3 separate regions of the Sus scrofa genome follow, and all the other regions are linked to region 2. Evidence: chromatin contacts called from public Hi-C and HiChIP or PLAC-seq data. All regions are on one chromosome and are shown on one strand. The core of a region is the stretch at or near the end of the contact, and the rest is flanking DNA. Distances in the headings are between cores, read along the strand shown. Region 1 overlaps LOC100512907 (a long non-coding RNA gene). Region 2 overlaps LOC100512907 (a long non-coding RNA gene). Region 3 overlaps LOC100512907 (a long non-coding RNA gene).

Region 1 (2,700 bases), core at 138-2,637, 200 kb before region 2:
GAGAGGATATGATGATAAAGATGAAATATTTTTGCTGTCTCATGGCCTCACCCTCCTGGCCGCATCTGGTTCCACCTTTGCACACACAGGATGCTCTTGGCAATTCTAGGCCTCAGGATGCTTAGCAGCTCTTGTCATCATGAGCCAAAGCCAGTTCTATCACCATGATTAGCTACATGTGGGGAACTTATCTATGACAATTAAAAAAAAAAGTCCACAATTGGCTTTCTCCTCTTGCCAGCCGGCCACTGTCTGTAGTCGTCAGTTAACGGCTGCTGAGGGAATATAAAATTTAAAGTCATTCTAAACTAAACTTAATTAGGGAGGGAAATTTGTTGCCAACTTACCACCCTCATATAATACAACTAAAACCAAATGTAAATGATTTTTGGATGATCCAAATTAGTTTTCTCTTCTGCCAACTACCTTGGAGCACCAAGATTAGAGAGTAATAACAACGCCTTCTAATTGGTAGGTTTTAGAAAGGATCCCTTTTGTCTTAGGAAAGGGCATTGGCAAGAATGCACTTTAGAAACACTCAAATATTTATTTTTGGATTTATGAGACGAGCATATTGCCTTCTAATTGGTTCCTCTATCACAGAGTGCTCAGATTTTCATGTCTTGCTTTTAATTTTTGTCTTGGTGAATTTTTATAACTTTGACAACACCCATTGCTTAGCATATGGGACAAAAGGAACTCTTTTTTCCTCCTCCTCTTTTTTTTTTTTTCTTTAAGGCATCTGAAACATCATTTTTTCCTTCCCTGTCTTCCTAAGCCCTGGATGACCTAAGGTCCTTGGTCAGATTCCTTTTTTCTTTGCTTCAGACATAACTGTCTTTCCCTTATATTGTGACCCGTGATTTGTATGGAGTCTCTGCAAGGAGAAGAGTGTATGTGGGTTGTGTATAAAAGATATAAGCTTTCCCATGTGGCAGGGAGGGAGAGGCTTAGGTGGGGGCATGCAGGAGAAATTAGATGATTCTGATTACATAGCCCCTAATTAGGGAGATCCCCCCTTCCCCTTGTCCCTTTGAATCTAATGAGCTTACCTTTGACCCAAGTTAATCGTGAAAAGGGCCAGGCTACAGTCACTTAATTTGCATGTTTTTGGCATCTAGGAAAGTATGGACTGGTGGGGGTGAGGGGGCTTGTCGGAGGCAAACCGAAAGAAGCTTGTAGACACTGAATTTGCTCAGAGTAGGTTATTAAATTTTTTTCTCTTTGTACATTATTAAATCTGTTGGAAAGAAACATCAGCTCAAGATCTGTCACTTTGGCTCCAGGCCAGCATGCCAAATTCTGTCATCTTTGCGGCATGGCCAAGCATCTTATTACATGTTATAATTCTGGTTTTGGGCTGAATCCAGCAATCCTGATACAACATCAGATGGTTAGGGCTGTGGAAAAGGAAAAGGGCTATATTCATCTCCAGGCAAGCTTTTGGGAGAAGTGTGAGAGCAGGATGCACATTGCACTTGTCTGGGGCAGGGATTTTTTTTTTTGTGGATGCCATAAACGTCTCTTCTGTGCTGCCTCGAATTTGAATTGCATTGTCAGTTTCTGTTGATACAGATTGATTTTAGATGGAAGACAAACTCGAGCCATGCTTCTGTTCTGGCCACAGCATCTCCCACCAGCTCTGTAGTTAGTAACAACCGTGAGAGCATTGTGAGCAGCACTGATGTGCTGACTTCATCGTCCTGAGCCTGGGGTCCCCTGATGATGTCTGGCCTCCATCCATCTGGGTGAGAGTGAAGCTGAGCTGTTCTATGTGCACTGGCCTAAGATTAACCATGGCAGGGTTAACTTGTTTCTCTTCTTCAACATTGCTTTAGAAGGGGAGGAAGTTGTGGGAGTAGAGAATGATTGAAAAAAATAGGAGGGGGAAAACCAATCGCATTCACTTCTTGAGTACAGAGAGCCTTGACCCTGTCTTCTGCAAGCCGTCTCTCCTTTCTGCTCTTAAAGGTTTAACAGATGAAGTCTTGGCTTTGGTTTGTCAGTGAAGGACTTTTCTGAAGCTCCAGAGACTGTTCAGCTTTGCAGGAAGCAGTGACATAAGGTCCCAGGCGTTCTCTCTTGCTTTCCACTTATTATTTTGGGATTGTCAGAAAACAGCCTGGGAGGAGAAAGAAGAGACAGAGGTGGTTCCCTCCCCCCGCCCCCCGCCCCAGTTTGGCTGCTGAATGAAAGCAGGCACTTTGTTTAGAAGTGAGTAGGGAGGAAAATGCAGCTTAGGGTTGACACCCTTCTGGTGCTTACCCATAAATATGAAATGGTGTTAGAACACCCGACTCCAGAGAGATTTCTGATTGGCTGTTGGTGATGTCATCTAGTCATTAATACTGTGCTCAGAAAATAAACCGATCCGCCTGTTTTCTTTCTTTTTCCTTCCCTCTTTTTTTTTTTTTTTTTTTTAAAGCTGAAATGTATAAAATCCATTTTGCAATCTAAAATGAGGCACTTCAGTCAGAGCGTTTTGAAAGAGTATTCCATTTCTCATGTGTTCAGAGTCGTTTTGGCCTTCACTTGAGAGCTGCAATAATCAACCACAAGTATTCAGCCTGTCTTGTCTTACTGCTTCAAAGTGAGACAGGCACGTTTCAACACCTGGGCACCAACAGTTGACATCTGCCCACATTAAGTGTTAGGGCAGTAGATGGGAATTTCTTCTTGTCAGCCTTTAAATGTCTTAGG
Region 2 (2,700 bases), core at 63-2,562:
ACAGGAACTTGAAGCATCATGACAGGCTCCCCTCATGGCCTTGGGCACCAGGAAAAGCAGTGTCCTTTGCCAGAGGCCACTGTTGTGGCTCTATCACTTTGGGGTTCCCGTGCCATCTTGGGAGTGCCCAGTGGTGTGCCCAGGGATCTGCACAGAGAACAGTGGCCGTGGCATCTGATGCAGGTGGAGGTGAGGGATGGGAAGGTGAGAGTGGTCTGAGTTTCCGTAACCCCATCTGATTCTGTCAGGGGATGAGGCTTGGTTGTTATTGAGGTGTACGTGTGAGTAGTTAGAACTTGCTCATTTGGTTACTTCCAGACCCAAACAGGCATTTGAAATAGTAACTATGAATTATTAAAGGGCTATTCCTTTCCCAAGTCTTGGTGGATTTGTAGATGCAGTCTCAATCATTAAATTTGACTTCGAGCCACATAACTTCAGTTTCTTTAAGGAAGGAGTTTGGCAGATAGTGAGATAGACAGGACCACCTGGTTTTTGGAATGTTTTGAAATGGAACATTTTTTAATCTAGTGAGAAGAAAAAGAAATGGTCTTTTCACAGTATGTATGTTCTCGGAGTATAACGGCATCAACAGCTGACTCTTTGCTATCACCTCCTCCGGCTGGGCATGATTTGACAATGCTTTCTGTGTAATCACTTTCAGAACACCCACGTGAGGTAGGTATTGCTCTCTCCTCCGTTGCAGAGTGGAGAATAACTGATTCCAAAAAGGTTTCATAACTTGCCCAAGGTCACCCAGCTTAAAAGTGGTGAAGCTGGCATTTGAGCCCATGCAGCCTGCCTTCCCAGTTCCTGTTCTTAATCACCACGCTGCGTAAAGCTCCACATGCATGATGAAGGGATCCCTGAGAAAACATTTTGCAAATCAACTCTCCTTAAATGCGTTGCCTGTGAAGTAGAATGCCGTCCTCCAGTGAAGCCTCCTGGAAACGGTGGGCATTGGCTTGTTTGTTTTTGGCTGAGCCCAGGACATGCGGATGTTCCCGAGCCAAGGTGTACAGCTGCAGCATTCTTAGTTTTTAAATACAGATTTTAAAAATATATATCAGACTTATCTAAAATAGAGGCCAACATTAGGAAAAAATTAAGGCGTTGAGCTGCTCAGGAAATATGTACTAAATAAATGAATAGAATATTGTCTGGCAATTCAGCTGTTCTCATGTAGAGCAACTGCATCTTGACCCACGTCTTACTTTGAGCTTCATAAGCCATTCGGACTTTTCCCATAGACACGCCCATCTGATAGATGAGAAATCCAGGCAGGAAGCCTTGCAGAAAGGATCCAGGGTGTTTCTCCTTTGTTCCTGTGTGCAAGCTCTCTCTCTGAACCAGCTCCTAAGGTCCCAGTATTGATTCTGCCTTGACGCTCTGAGCTCGTTTTTTTGCAGTCCATCTTCCCAGTGTTTAAAACTCCAGTTTTCCTAAATAACTCCTGACTTTGGGGAGCCCTCAGAACCTCACAATCACTTGCTGTCTGGTTAGGAACATTTGGTGTGGGTCCTGCTCCCGTAAAACCCAGCCCCCTATCTGCCTCCTTGAATGACGTTTTGAAGCCAAATGTGCTAGTGCAGTGTCTTATTCAGAATTCCTTTTCCTGAGAGAGCTCTCTGGAGGTTTATATGGGCTAATAACTCCCCACCCACTTGACATTTTGCCCATTACATTATATGTTTCTTCCAAGGAACAAAAATATAACTCTCCCTTTCTGACAGCATGGGAGACATTCTCTTGCTGTTGCTCTCCAGGAAAAATCTCATAATCTAACTAGACAAACCCTTGCTGAAAAATTAGACCAAATGGCATTTGTAAACTCCAAGGAAAGCATTTTTCTTCTGTGAAGTATTCCCTAGCTGGAAGTGTTAGAAACTTTACATATAGTGATACCAGTTAAGTTCATGGAAAAAATGAAAGGCTATAAACAGCTGGATATATAGTCAAAAATGAACCCTTTTAACCTAATTTTTTCCCTAGGCCTGTGTGCTGAGAAACTTACAGTCTTCTTAATTCACGTGTGTGAGATGAATGAGAAAATCGAATGGATAAAGTTGACTTGCTAAAAGAAACACTGGGTAGCTGACTTGTTCTTTTTTTGCTGATTTGGTAACTTTAAATGAAGGAAATAATAAGTTGAATATTTATGTTGGGATCATGTGCCTGTGTATTTTCTCACATAAAAAAAATCAATCCACAGCAATGTATGTTTATTTTGTATGCCCAGTACCATTGGAGTGTGTGTGTGTGTGTGGTTATTTTTGGACTTGGAAACTCATTAGGCAGTGATATATCCCATTTTGAGAAGCAAATCTCTCTCTTTTGGGTTACCAGGGAATCATAAAGAGCCTAGAGATCTGTGGTGTTTGTTTTCAGTGTCCAATCAAATAGAAATGTTAGTTTTGGGGAGAAATTTGGTTACATAAGTGTGATTTTTAAATGAGATTCTTATATTTACTAATTAGCACTCTACTGTCTAATGCATCCTAATTTTCTCATGGCTTTTCTATGATGAGGACCCACTAGTGAAGGAATAAACTGAGCCAGTGGCTTATTTTATATATTTGTAGGCTCTAGGTACACACAGTTGCATAATCAGATATTTAAAACAAAAATAGGATAGAGTGAATATGTTTTAATCTATGATTAATATTAAATATAGCTGACTTCATCATCTAATGTGCCTTC
Region 3 (2,700 bases), core at 130-2,629, 170 kb before region 2:
CAGAAGAAGAAAGTCCTTAATAGGAACTCATGCAAACCGGCTCCTCAGATTAGGCTGGGGCAGCCTTGTCAGATCTGTGACCCTCCCAGCTTGCTGTGCAAGGAAAATGATCTGGGTTAAAGGAATCATTCATTATTTTTTAACCTGCAAATTCCTCCTAACTCCTACCTCTGTAGCCGTTTAAACTCTGGTAAGGGGAGAAACTGATACCTAAGCACATGTAAGAAGATGAAGTCACTTATCGTGAAATGTCTTTAAACCTTTAATTATTATGAACAAAAGCTCTAGGTTCTTTGGAGCTTGGGGTGATGTTTTAGTTTTGTGGCCGTTGGAGTTTTTTGGGCTCTTAGATTGAGTCATCTTTTGAAGATCTAGAATAACATACCATCTACTACAAAGAAATGATGGCAGTGTTGGTCCTGACACACACACATTGGTATTCATAAAAGTATCTACAAGCTGCTTTATTTTGTTACTGCAGCAGGCCTGCAGCAAGTCTGTGCTGCCCAGGGACACTTGGAAGACAAGGTCACCATCCTGCTTTCGTGGGGCCATGGGCCTCTTCGGGCCAGTCCAAGGCTGAGGTACTAGACTCACAGTCATCCTGGTTCCTTAATGGAGACACTGCAGAAATGCAAAGAAACATGAGCTCTTGGCACCCAGTAGGTATTTAGCAAACGCTTGGAGGGTAGCCGATAGTAGGGGCATTGCTCATGGCAGAATTCTGCAGTAGGTGGTGGGTAATGCTACTTACCAGCCCAGCTGACACTGCCTCAGCTCACACTTTGTGATCCTGGGAGACAAGCTGCTGGCATTTACTCTTTGTTTGTAGGCTCAGCTTGGGGTAGGGGACTCTTGGCCACAGAGACTGAGTCTTGATCCATGGTGTCCCTCTTCTTTTGAAGGCTTTTTGTCATCTGAGGAGAGTTATCCTCTTGGTCTCTTGACCCAGTTTTGGCAAAGGATCGACAGTGAGCCTCATGCCCTGAAGGCCTCATACAGTTTAACTGGTATCAGGGCGCCGACTACATGCAAGCTACTCCCTCGCTTAAGAGCTTTAAAAATGAGATTTTTTTTTTTTCCTTTGAAATTTAAAAGAAAGTGGACTAAAAATGTGCTTGCTTTTCAACATAGATGGATTAGCTGGCATGGAGGGAAGGCCTGCCTTTGAAATCTATAGGCATCGTGTTGCAGGCCTGACCCCGTTGACCCTGGTGGATTAGTAATGGTCTACGCAGCCTGCTCTGTCAGCACGTCTGGCAGGGCTTGCACAGATGGTGCCAGTTGGAGAAAATCACCGCTGAACGTTGCACTGCAGCCTGGCTTTGGCCGAGGAGCTTTGGGAGGAGGAGCCGAGACTGGGTTTGTTTTCAGACGTGTTTCTGCCCAGCGTGTCGGAATCGACCTGCAAGGATGCCAGTCTGGGTGTAGGATGCATTTGCTGATTAGGACTTGAGTAATGCTCCCTTGTCATGGCTGAGGCCCTCCTGTGCTATCAAGCAGCTGGGGTTTCTAACAGTCTGTGGCCTTGGGGTTGTTCTGAAAGGGAATTTGAAACTAGAACTGACCTCATTGCAAGGAGGCAAGCATAATGCAATCCTTGTTTTCCTAGAGTCAATCAGCCTAAGGAAAATTCGAGTAGGCTGGAATGGGGGGCGGGGCACAGGGAGTCTTTAAAGTTTGAGTAATCACCTTAACGTGGGGGTAAAGAGAATTTTATTCTAGAGAGAAGCATACATGACCTCTGTCCTTGCAGCTGCCACCAGTGCCTGGGTCGTCAAGTGGTACCCTGAGAGTTTATAATTAACCCTCCTTGTGTTGGGATCAGTCATAGAAATGCTCCTTAAAGACACTGAGGAAAAGAACTTCATTGAGGTGTATGTAGTCTGTCCACAAAGTTGAACTGAGCTGAAACTGTAAGTCTGCTCTTCGAATGAGACCTTGTATTCTTGGAAAAATCTGCTCGGCCTTGCTTTGATAGTCCAGTATTAAGGAAGTGTATCCTCCTAAAATATTTGCATCTGAGCTATGTTTCAGCAGGTCGAGGCTGAACAGGCAAAAAAAAAAAAAAAAAAAAATCACCACTGCTGAACAGCAGGTGTGCAGCTGTCAGAAATGGCAGAGGGTCATTCAGTCAGTCAGTGGACTTTGACCATTTGTAACTTGATTTCGTGTTCTTTTTGTCACAGCTTGAAGTCCTCATCCAGGTTAGTTCTGGCTTTGCAACCTGTTACTGTTTAACAGACTGGTTGAACTCCTTTTGGGTTTGTTTTATGAAATATGTGGTTATTTCATTGTTGAAGAATTTTCCTCGGAGATGGTAATGTTGGGAGACGGGAGCTGCTTTTTTCAGTTCTTGCTTCAGAAAAGTTGACAGCGGCTTCCTGAAGGGCATTATTATTATTATTATTATTTTTTCCCCCAGTGACATAAGGAAGTGGATCCTGCATAGTGCATGCTAGTGCTTTCGAAATGGGCATATAGGGGCCTGGCCTGGGTGTGGGGAGTCGGGGCTCAGAAAGAAGGAAAAGGGCGTGACCTCCCGTGCATGGTGGGCGCACCTGCAGCACAGCAGTGCTTGCTGGAGTCTGGAAGGGAGAGCCTCAGGGAGGGTCTTTAATCTGACGGAAGTCTAGCTCTTCCTGGTTAATAGGGCATAGCTCAGGCCGGGATAGCTTTATGGACTAGACGTGAGGAAGG

The links. Hi-C and Micro-C count contacts between places; a contact is called where the count stands out from the background. HiChIP or PLAC-seq counts read pairs in DNA pulled down with a chosen protein or histone mark.
Region 1: a contact with region 2 is called in a Hi-C map of fetal skeletal muscle, with 1.4 times the contacts expected there. The contact joins two enhancer-like sites. A contact is called at or near these places in 2 of 47 Hi-C or Micro-C datasets (embryonic fibroblasts and fetal skeletal muscle) and 1 of 2 datasets of contacts at active chromatin or transcription factors (skeletal muscle).
Region 3: a contact with region 2 is called in an H3K27ac HiChIP or PLAC-seq map of skeletal muscle. The contact joins two enhancer-like sites. A contact is called at or near these places in 1 of 47 Hi-C or Micro-C datasets (embryonic fibroblasts) and 1 of 2 datasets of contacts at active chromatin or transcription factors (skeletal muscle).

The regions. Positions count from the first base shown.
Region 1 is chr7:17,095,259-17,097,958 of Sscrofa11.1, forward strand. All of the region lies in intron 3 of LOC100512907 (a long non-coding RNA gene), which reads left to right. Among named protein-coding and RNA genes, the nearest start is that of SOX4, 210 kb to the left of the region's middle. Within about 2 kb of position 1,388, at least 15 of the 83 cell types and tissues checked have an H3K27ac peak or open chromatin away from gene starts, as enhancers often do. A contact at or near this core is called in fetal skeletal muscle, where this site is marked.
Region 2 is chr7:17,291,644-17,294,343 of Sscrofa11.1, forward strand. The region is part of intron 5 of LOC100512907 (a long non-coding RNA gene); the gene reads left to right. LOC110261655 (a long non-coding RNA gene) reads right to left here. Exons shown (of 2, transcript XR_002346098.1): 1 at 1-2,700. Among named protein-coding and RNA genes, the nearest start is that of PRL, 170 kb to the right of the region's middle. Within about 2 kb of position 1,313, at least 6 of the 83 cell types and tissues checked have an H3K27ac peak or open chromatin away from gene starts, as enhancers often do. A contact at or near this core is called in fetal skeletal muscle and skeletal muscle, where this site is marked.
Region 3 is chr7:17,120,107-17,122,806 of Sscrofa11.1, forward strand. The region is part of intron 3 of LOC100512907 (a long non-coding RNA gene); the gene reads left to right. Among named protein-coding and RNA genes, the nearest start is that of SOX4, 230 kb to the left of the region's middle. Within about 2 kb of position 1,380, at least 30 of the 83 cell types and tissues checked have an H3K27ac peak or open chromatin away from gene starts, as enhancers often do. A contact at or near this core is called in skeletal muscle, where this site is marked.